2 separate regions of the Gasterosteus aculeatus genome follow, and region 1 is linked to region 2. A link is a contact called in public Hi-C data. All regions are on one chromosome and are shown on one strand. Each heading gives the region's core, a stretch centred on a gene start, on an enhancer-like site or on the middle of the called end of the contact. The rest is flanking DNA. Distances are from core to core; before and after follow the strand shown. Region 1 overlaps LOC120833178 (rho guanine nucleotide exchange factor TIAM2). Region 2 overlaps LOC120833178 (rho guanine nucleotide exchange factor TIAM2).

What was found. Hi-C and Micro-C count contacts between places; a contact is called where the count stands out from the background.
Region 1: a Hi-C map of skeletal muscle shows a contact between it and region 2, with 3 times the contacts expected there. The contact joins two enhancer-like sites. A contact is called at or near these places in 2 of 6 Hi-C or Micro-C datasets (skeletal muscle and whole body).

The regions. Positions count from the first base shown.
Region 1 is chr15:4,802,543-4,805,987 of fGasAcu3.hap1.1, forward strand. All of the region lies in intron 1 of LOC120833178 (rho guanine nucleotide exchange factor TIAM2), which reads right to left. Among protein-coding and RNA genes, the nearest start is that of LOC120833178, 4.8 kb to the right of the region's middle. Within about 2 kb of position 1,824, at least 3 of the 9 cell types and tissues checked have open chromatin away from gene starts, as enhancers often do.
Region 2 is chr15:4,755,596-4,759,454 of fGasAcu3.hap1.1, forward strand. It overlaps LOC120833178 (rho guanine nucleotide exchange factor TIAM2), which reads right to left. Exons shown (of 27, transcript XM_078089505.1): 10 at 931-1,107; 11 at 274-378; 12 at 107-185. Among protein-coding and RNA genes, the nearest start is that of LOC120832671, 34 kb to the left of the region's middle. Within about 2 kb of position 2,351, at least 4 of the 9 cell types and tissues checked have open chromatin away from gene starts, as enhancers often do.

The DNA.
Region 1 (3,445 bases), core at 574-3,073, 46 kb after region 2:
TGATGGAAACAATGAGGCTTGTTTGGCTCGTGGTTCGAACCAGAAGTCACATCTGCAGGAAGAAGCTGAGTCAGCCGTTAGCAAACAGCTTTTAGAAGCTGGGACATCACATATCTGCCGCATTATGAGGCTTAGTGAACGTCTGAGGCGTTATCACACACCTTCTGAAGTGGCGGGGTTGGAGGGGGGGGGGCATGACATGACATGTCATGAAAAAGTGATGTAAGTGCCGTGGGGGCAGCGTCGGCTTGCTCAGCGTCTGCGCACACCTCCCTCCATATCTCTCCCACGCCCCCCCCCCCCGCCAAACAGACACACATCCTTCTTCTTCTGCTTCTTTTTTGCGTTGGCAGATTTAATAAGCTCCCCTGTCACCCGGCATCACAAACACACTCCGCCTGGCAGGAATCACGGGCCGGGTCCTCTACGGATAATCGGGAATGCATGCCCCCCCCCTCTCCCTCTCTCCCCCCAATACTCCCGGCTGTCTATCCAACAGCGGTGACCTTTAACCGATGACCCTCCACGACGGGGGCAGACAGTTTGAGACGAGAAGCAGCAGCAGAGCTTTTTTTTTTTTGTCTCCCTGTTACACCGAGACGGACGCGGCAGATAGTCACGTGTAAACAGAGGATGTGCGGGGGACTGAGATTTGTTGTTTTAGAAGTGTGTGTGTGGGGGGGGGGGGCACGAACACCAACGATTAGGGACCAACTATGTTAACACACGTCAATCCTGATGCGTGAGTGCGCTGCCTCTGCTTGTGTAGACCACGTTCACGCCAATGGGTTTCATTCTAGCTGCCGTGCTGACACACTGTGACGGGCATGTAGGCCACTGCTAACGCACACACACACACACACACACACACACACAAGTTCTCTCCTCCTGCTCCTGGCACGGCGTTAAAAAGAAAGTACCTGCCACCAGTTTGTATTCGTCCCGAGAGGATGAAACGAAGTACGCTCATGAAAGTTGAGGGGGAAAAAAAGGACATATTGAAACCTACGAAAACAAAAGTGGAGCAACACTCGTTGCGTGTGGATTGAATCAGCTTCTGCTGATCACTGCATGTACACGTATGCTGAAAAGAACATGTTTATGTGGTGAAGTAACTGGCAATGGGGTGGTGTTAAAAATAACGGCCCATGGCGCCCTACAGGTGGAGGGGGCGGTACGTTGTGAGCATGTGTTGCGGTGTTGAATACGTGACGTGAGGATGTCGAGGTCTTTGGTCCCCCGTGAGATGTTGCGTTGTGGACAAAGGCGACGCGTTTATTCGGCTCAAAGCAGCGCTGGACACCAGTCTTGTTACTGCGTAACGCGGTATGGTGCTACTGGTTATTTCTGCACAGGTCAACAAAGAGTGCGTCTCACACAGCCTCTGAAGGAGGAAGTGAGGGGACCACTGAAGCCAGTAGGATCACCATGGATACCGGCCGGTCCGTCGGACAGACGTCCACCTGAGTGGTGGGCCAACATTGTTCGCCGGAAGCCACAACAGTCACATTCTCAGTCGCACAATTCCGCGCAGGGTCTTTGCCTTCTCTTAATTCAAAAAGGCAAACAAAAAAAAAAAAAAGCAGCATCTCCCTCCGGCTGCAGGAAAGAAAACTTCCTACTGGAGATTTAAAAAAAAAAAAGGGGCGTCAAGTGAGAAGCCGCAGACTTCTCTTTAAGCCCGAATGGATGTTGGCCTCTACACACCCTTCTAAAGTGACCCCGAGCAAGGCACCAACGGGTGGAGGGCAACCACGGACCCCCTCGGCCGGCCTGCTCCGTAGGAGTCTGGTGGCTCTGGTGAGGGGGGAGCCGGGCTGAGGAAACACACACACACACACACACACACTCTGGTGAGTAATTGCTGGGACTGCAGAGACACGGGGAATCCTCTCCTGCACAACGAGGCAGACGGAAGATTGATTTGCTCTGTTTTTTTCCTCCGTCTGTCGCGCGCACTTATTCGACCCCCCACCCCCTCGCCCCTCCGTGTGCAAATGTGATATCTTGGTATCCGGCCAAGGCTGATAGATAGGGGCTGGTTTTGGTGGGGAGGCCACAATCGATAGCTTTAATCATTTAAGAATGCGGCATCGGGGGGGGAGAGAAACCGGCCAAGTCTCGCGCTGAAAGGACCTCATTGCATCTATCAAAGCGCCCCCCGGTATCGACCCGTGGCAGGCTCGCGCGCGCACGCGGGAGGGGGGGCGGTTATCCGGTGAAAGGAATTCAGCACTGTGGCACCGCGAAGAATCCGCGTGGCATCGTTATCCTGCGCGTCGCGTCCCGCCTGTTGTCCTTTCGAGGGCGGGAACTTGCACGCGGTCTTCTTATGGTCTTTTTTTTTGTTTTCTTCTTTAAAAATGCATTTCTTTCAGCGAGGGCGAAGCGGAGGAAGTGAGGGAGGTGAGCACTGCAGGGATTTTTTTTTTGTTGTTGAGATTGTCGCACTTTACCAAGATGCCAGTCTGCGCCAACGCCACAGACGGCGGAGCGCCGCGGTGCCACACTGACCCCCGGTGGCCGGACGCGGTACCGCAGGCGCGGTGTCCTGGTCCTCCGGTCAGTGGCAACAGGAGAACACCGGCCGTTGTGGAAATGCACCACCGGCCTCTTTTATACAAGAAAGAGTCCTACAAATGCCCCAGTTATGGAGGAAATTATGCCCCGGATGTGGAAATCCAACAATTTCCACACGTCACATCAAAAAATGATTTACAAGCTCACTCTCGTTCCCTCTTCATCCCGTCTTAATTGACCTCCTCACAGCGGGGGGGGGGACTTCTCGGCACACATTAGCAATACCACACGCAGCACCGTTATGGTCTCCCGTTATTGTTGCACGCGCTGGGCTAATCCTCCAACTAAAGGTCAGGCGCGCTTTGCTGTGTTCCCGCGGGGTTCATGCTCCGGGTTTATACCACGTGTAGCAAATGATTTGGAGCAGGAAAACCCACTGGACTCGGAAACGGGCCGATCCCGCTGGTTGCACCCGTTTTGGCGTGAAGGGGGAAAATAGCGCACGGGAAAGGAACCTAATCCACATTAGCTTTCATGTCCTTTATTCTACAGGAGATAAATCACCGAAGGATGCCGAGTGGGGATTTATTTTTACTGCCGTAGGAGGCGTAGCGGCGTCTGTTTGGAGGCAGATAGGGGTTTGATTCAACGTCTCAGCCTGTCAAATCTTTGTGAGAGAAGGTCAGCAGGAGGCCTCGACCCGGCTGACCGGACGGGCCCTTTGGCAGCTGGAAACGTACAGGCCCCCCCCGAGTCACACTGGGAGACGCACCGCGGGGCATTTATGAGCCGGGCTTTATCCCCTCACAGGTCTCCAGATGCCAGATCAGGAGCCAAACGATGACATTTGTTTTCATGTTTGGATTTGCAGGATTAACCGGGGTGTAATTGGAGGTAAAAGGTATTATGCAGCACATGGAGCTGC
Region 2 (3,859 bases), core at 1,101-3,600:
TGGATGAGAGACGACAGATGGAGCCCAGCAAGGAGAGTTAAGATGACGAAAGCTACAGACACAACCACATCTAAAATCAGTCCACGTATACGCGTGGTCGCCTCACCAAAGTCTCCTGCGTCGCTCGGCCTTCTCATGTGCAGATTAAAAAAATTAACCGGGACCACCTCCAACTGATCATTGACCTACAAGGGGGACAGCAATGCACGTTGAGCAAAGAGCAGATCACCAAGAACGCCGCGTGGCGTGACGTTGCATGTTCTCCCTCCTCACCACGTCGCCGAGGAGCTCTCCAGGAGCCAGGTATCGGACCTCCACGCCCTGCCCCGCTCGCCTGTGCAGTCTGAGGCAGTGCAGGCCCGCGTCCAGCTGTTTCACCTGTGCACACTAATGTTCAGTGGGCTGTATGCACAAAATCAGCGGACATATTTCATGCACCAGCGCTCATTCACACAGATGCTGTGGGGCCGGGGCGTGAATTATTCAGCGACTTTACACTTTGCGATGAGGAATTCGCGGTAAACAAAAAAAGCTTTGCCCAGGGGAATTTGCCGTGCGTGCGTGTCCATGTACGTGCGGCCCTTCTTAAGGGGCCGTGTGAATGAACAGAGGTGTTATTTCAAGCTCATGGGGACATAATGTAGCCAGATCTGCTTCTGCAGGTGCTCAAACAAAGACCATTCGACTATTACGTCACGGCTGAAAATAAAACACAAATTAACGTTGTATACAGGTGCAGTTAAACCCCACATTACAGGAAAAAAATACACAACATTACCATTAAGTACAGGTGGTAGGATTAAGTTAAAATAAAAGACCACTAAATCAAAATTGTCATACTGTTGGGGGGGTTTGCAACACCTGTCAGCGCATTGTTCTCCTATTGTGGTGAAATGTCATAATTTCTCCGCAGCAAGCTGCCAAGCAAACCTTGCAAGATGCAGAGAGAAGGTCGGCGGCCGTCTGGTCTCTTCTGACAGGAACTTGGACCGTCAGGCCGTCTGGCATGTAGACACACGTCAGCGCGTCCGAGGCGCCGCTGATGCCGTCCCACAAACTGCCCTCAGGGGGCGACATGGAGTAGATGCTGGTCAGCATGTCCAGCCTCTGTGGGAGAGGGTAGGAAGGGTGCGGGTAGAGGAAATGAGGGGGGCGGGCGGGGGGGTAGTAAATGGAATCAGAGGGCGGGAGGGAGGGAAAGGTAGACCTTGAGTAACAGCACACAAATCAATACGGCTCCATTAGTCCGAATGCTTGGCTGTGGATCAAGCAGCGGAGCGGAGATGTCATACAATTAAGCCTTTCAAAAGAAGTCACTTGACAACACGTAAGAGTCAGCGTACTGGCCCGTGTACACAAGCGGATCGTCGGGGGGGGGGTGTCGACCGGCGGACTAGACTCCCTGGCGATGTCGCCTCGTTCATTCGGTTTCAAAAGCCACAGCCGCAATTCTGGCCTAAGTGAGGGATTCACGATTTATCTTAAAGATCAAATCAAACGGCCATTTCAAGGTGGTTGCTTGATGGTGGCATTAACAGTGAGGTTTGTGCTGGGTATTATGGGGGGGAAGAGGGGGGGGGGGGGGGGGGGGGGGCTGGCCCACCAGTCAGCCATTTGGGGGTTTTGGTTGCGACTCTGTGTCTCTGGAGGGGGAAAGCGGCGCTGTTGCACGGAGGGGCCTGCCGGAGAGACTCCACGGTGCAGCAGAAGGCCTCAATTATCAAAGCCCCAGATGCCTCAGACGAGGATTTCTGTCTGGTGTCTGTTTGAGAAGCTGACAGCCTGCAGTTGATGCATCACCGCGAGGAGGAAAAAGACCGTTTCCCCTGTCAGACAACAAGCCTAAAAGGGACAAGCCGTGGCCTCTGATTCAGAGCGTCACCCACGCGCACACAAACACACACAAATGCATACACTTCTCTCCGTGCAGCTGAGGTAGCCGCGGGCGCAAGACGCACACATTTTCTCAATTTGTCATCTAAATGTCCGTTGACTCGCCTACGTAAGGAGCCAGAGTCGAAATAAACGCCGCCAGTGTTCTTTGCTAAATGTTCCCCCTCCAAACCTGCCAGGATGCAGGAACACAAGGTGCCACTTCAGCGCACACACTCGGCCTGTGTGTGTGTGTGAGGGACGTGAGGTCATGCTTACCGAAAGAGAAAACGAGCCGTCATGGCAACTCGTTGCATGACCGCCCACGTTTCGTGTCACAGCGACGTGGCGTGACCGGAAAAAACAAAGATTTGGTGGAGTGCGCCGACCCGACGAGCGGCTGACTAACAACTGTGCGCTCATTCATGGCCGCAGGAGGGTTGCGACACACCGACGGTTGTCCGGTCAACGTTCCATGAACGACTGCCAAGAGCCTGGTCCGGACACGCGCCGGACTCCAACAAGTGCTCTGTGTGGCGAGTGTGTGTGTGTCTGTGTGTGTGTGCGCGCGTCGCCTGGATTCAGCCGCCCGGCGTCCCGCAGCTTCTGGAACGTGGATGCAAGTGCGCACCCTTTCCTTTCCACTAAGCAACTGGAAAACACAAACGTCACAGGACTGCCGGGAGGAGACAGCGTGGCCGTGAAGGAGAAACAGAGAAGCAGTTGAGATCTATTTCAGGAAAATTTCTATTCAAAGGCGATTCACTTCCTCAAAGCTGCAACCAAGGTTCCTTATTGCGTTGCGGTCACAAACCTTTCAACACACACACACACACGCTAGCTTGTAACCGCCTACACTGTCAAGCGCCGGTGCCATTTGTTTCATGTAGAAGTCGGAGGTGTGTATTTGTGGGTAGAGAAGTGTGGTGAGACGAGGTGAAGCATGAAAGAGGCATCAGCATGTTCCGATCGAGATCACCGGCCAATAACCTTTTTATAGAGACAGACAGAGAGAGAGAGAGAGAACACTTTTCTGTGGGAAACAAATAGTTAACAAGTTAAACCTGAATCTTATCCCTTAACCATACGTTGATTACCCCATTGAATTATGTGAATAGCTCAAAGTGAGTGTCAGAATGCCACACAAAGGGCCAGGAGTTCACTATTCAAGTCAACCCCGTCCACTCCCTCCTGTGCCGACAGGAGGAGCGCGTGGATGAAGGATTTGTAGAGTAAATGCCACGGCGGTCCCACGCTATATATACACGAAAGCTCGCACGGAGACGTACCCTTCACTCGACTTCACTTTGACGGATTAGCGGAAGATGATTGCTTATGAGAGTAATTCGGCGGATTTGAGACAACAGCAGCAATGTCATCAAGACAGATGATGTATGTGCCAACAAAAATCAATAAAGCTCAGCCGTCCTCCCCCTGCCTCACCTTTTCTGCCCCAAAGGGGCCTAATCCCCTTAAATCAAACCCATTCCACTGACGAGCCGGTTTCCACCTCCAACTCTCGGAGAGACCAAAATACGCCGCCGCATTAAAAAAATAGATTGAAGCGTTGACTCAATGAAGGCCGTTGTTGTGTCCCGAGTCCATTACTAGGCCCTAAATGGGGGAAGTTTTAACACTTGCCTCATTCACCACACTCACACGATGAATCATAGCATCCTGCGGAATAGAAGACTCTACCCGTCTAAAAGCGTCTATTGTTCTTATCTGTCACCGACTGGAAAGATTGGATGAGATTTGACGCGAGGGGACCGAAAATATATCTATCAAACATGTCAGGGCTCAGCTGCAGAATAGCTCCATTTGAATTTTAAAAAAAGGTATTTGCTTGCTTAAGAGTCACTTCAGAGCGTTCTCAGCAGGTGGGCTGCAGCCAAAATCAGTCAATAGTTGAATATTTATGGGAATATTTGAATCGGCTTTATTGCGGACATTGAAGTGAGAGGGTTGATATCGCTCTGTTTAATAC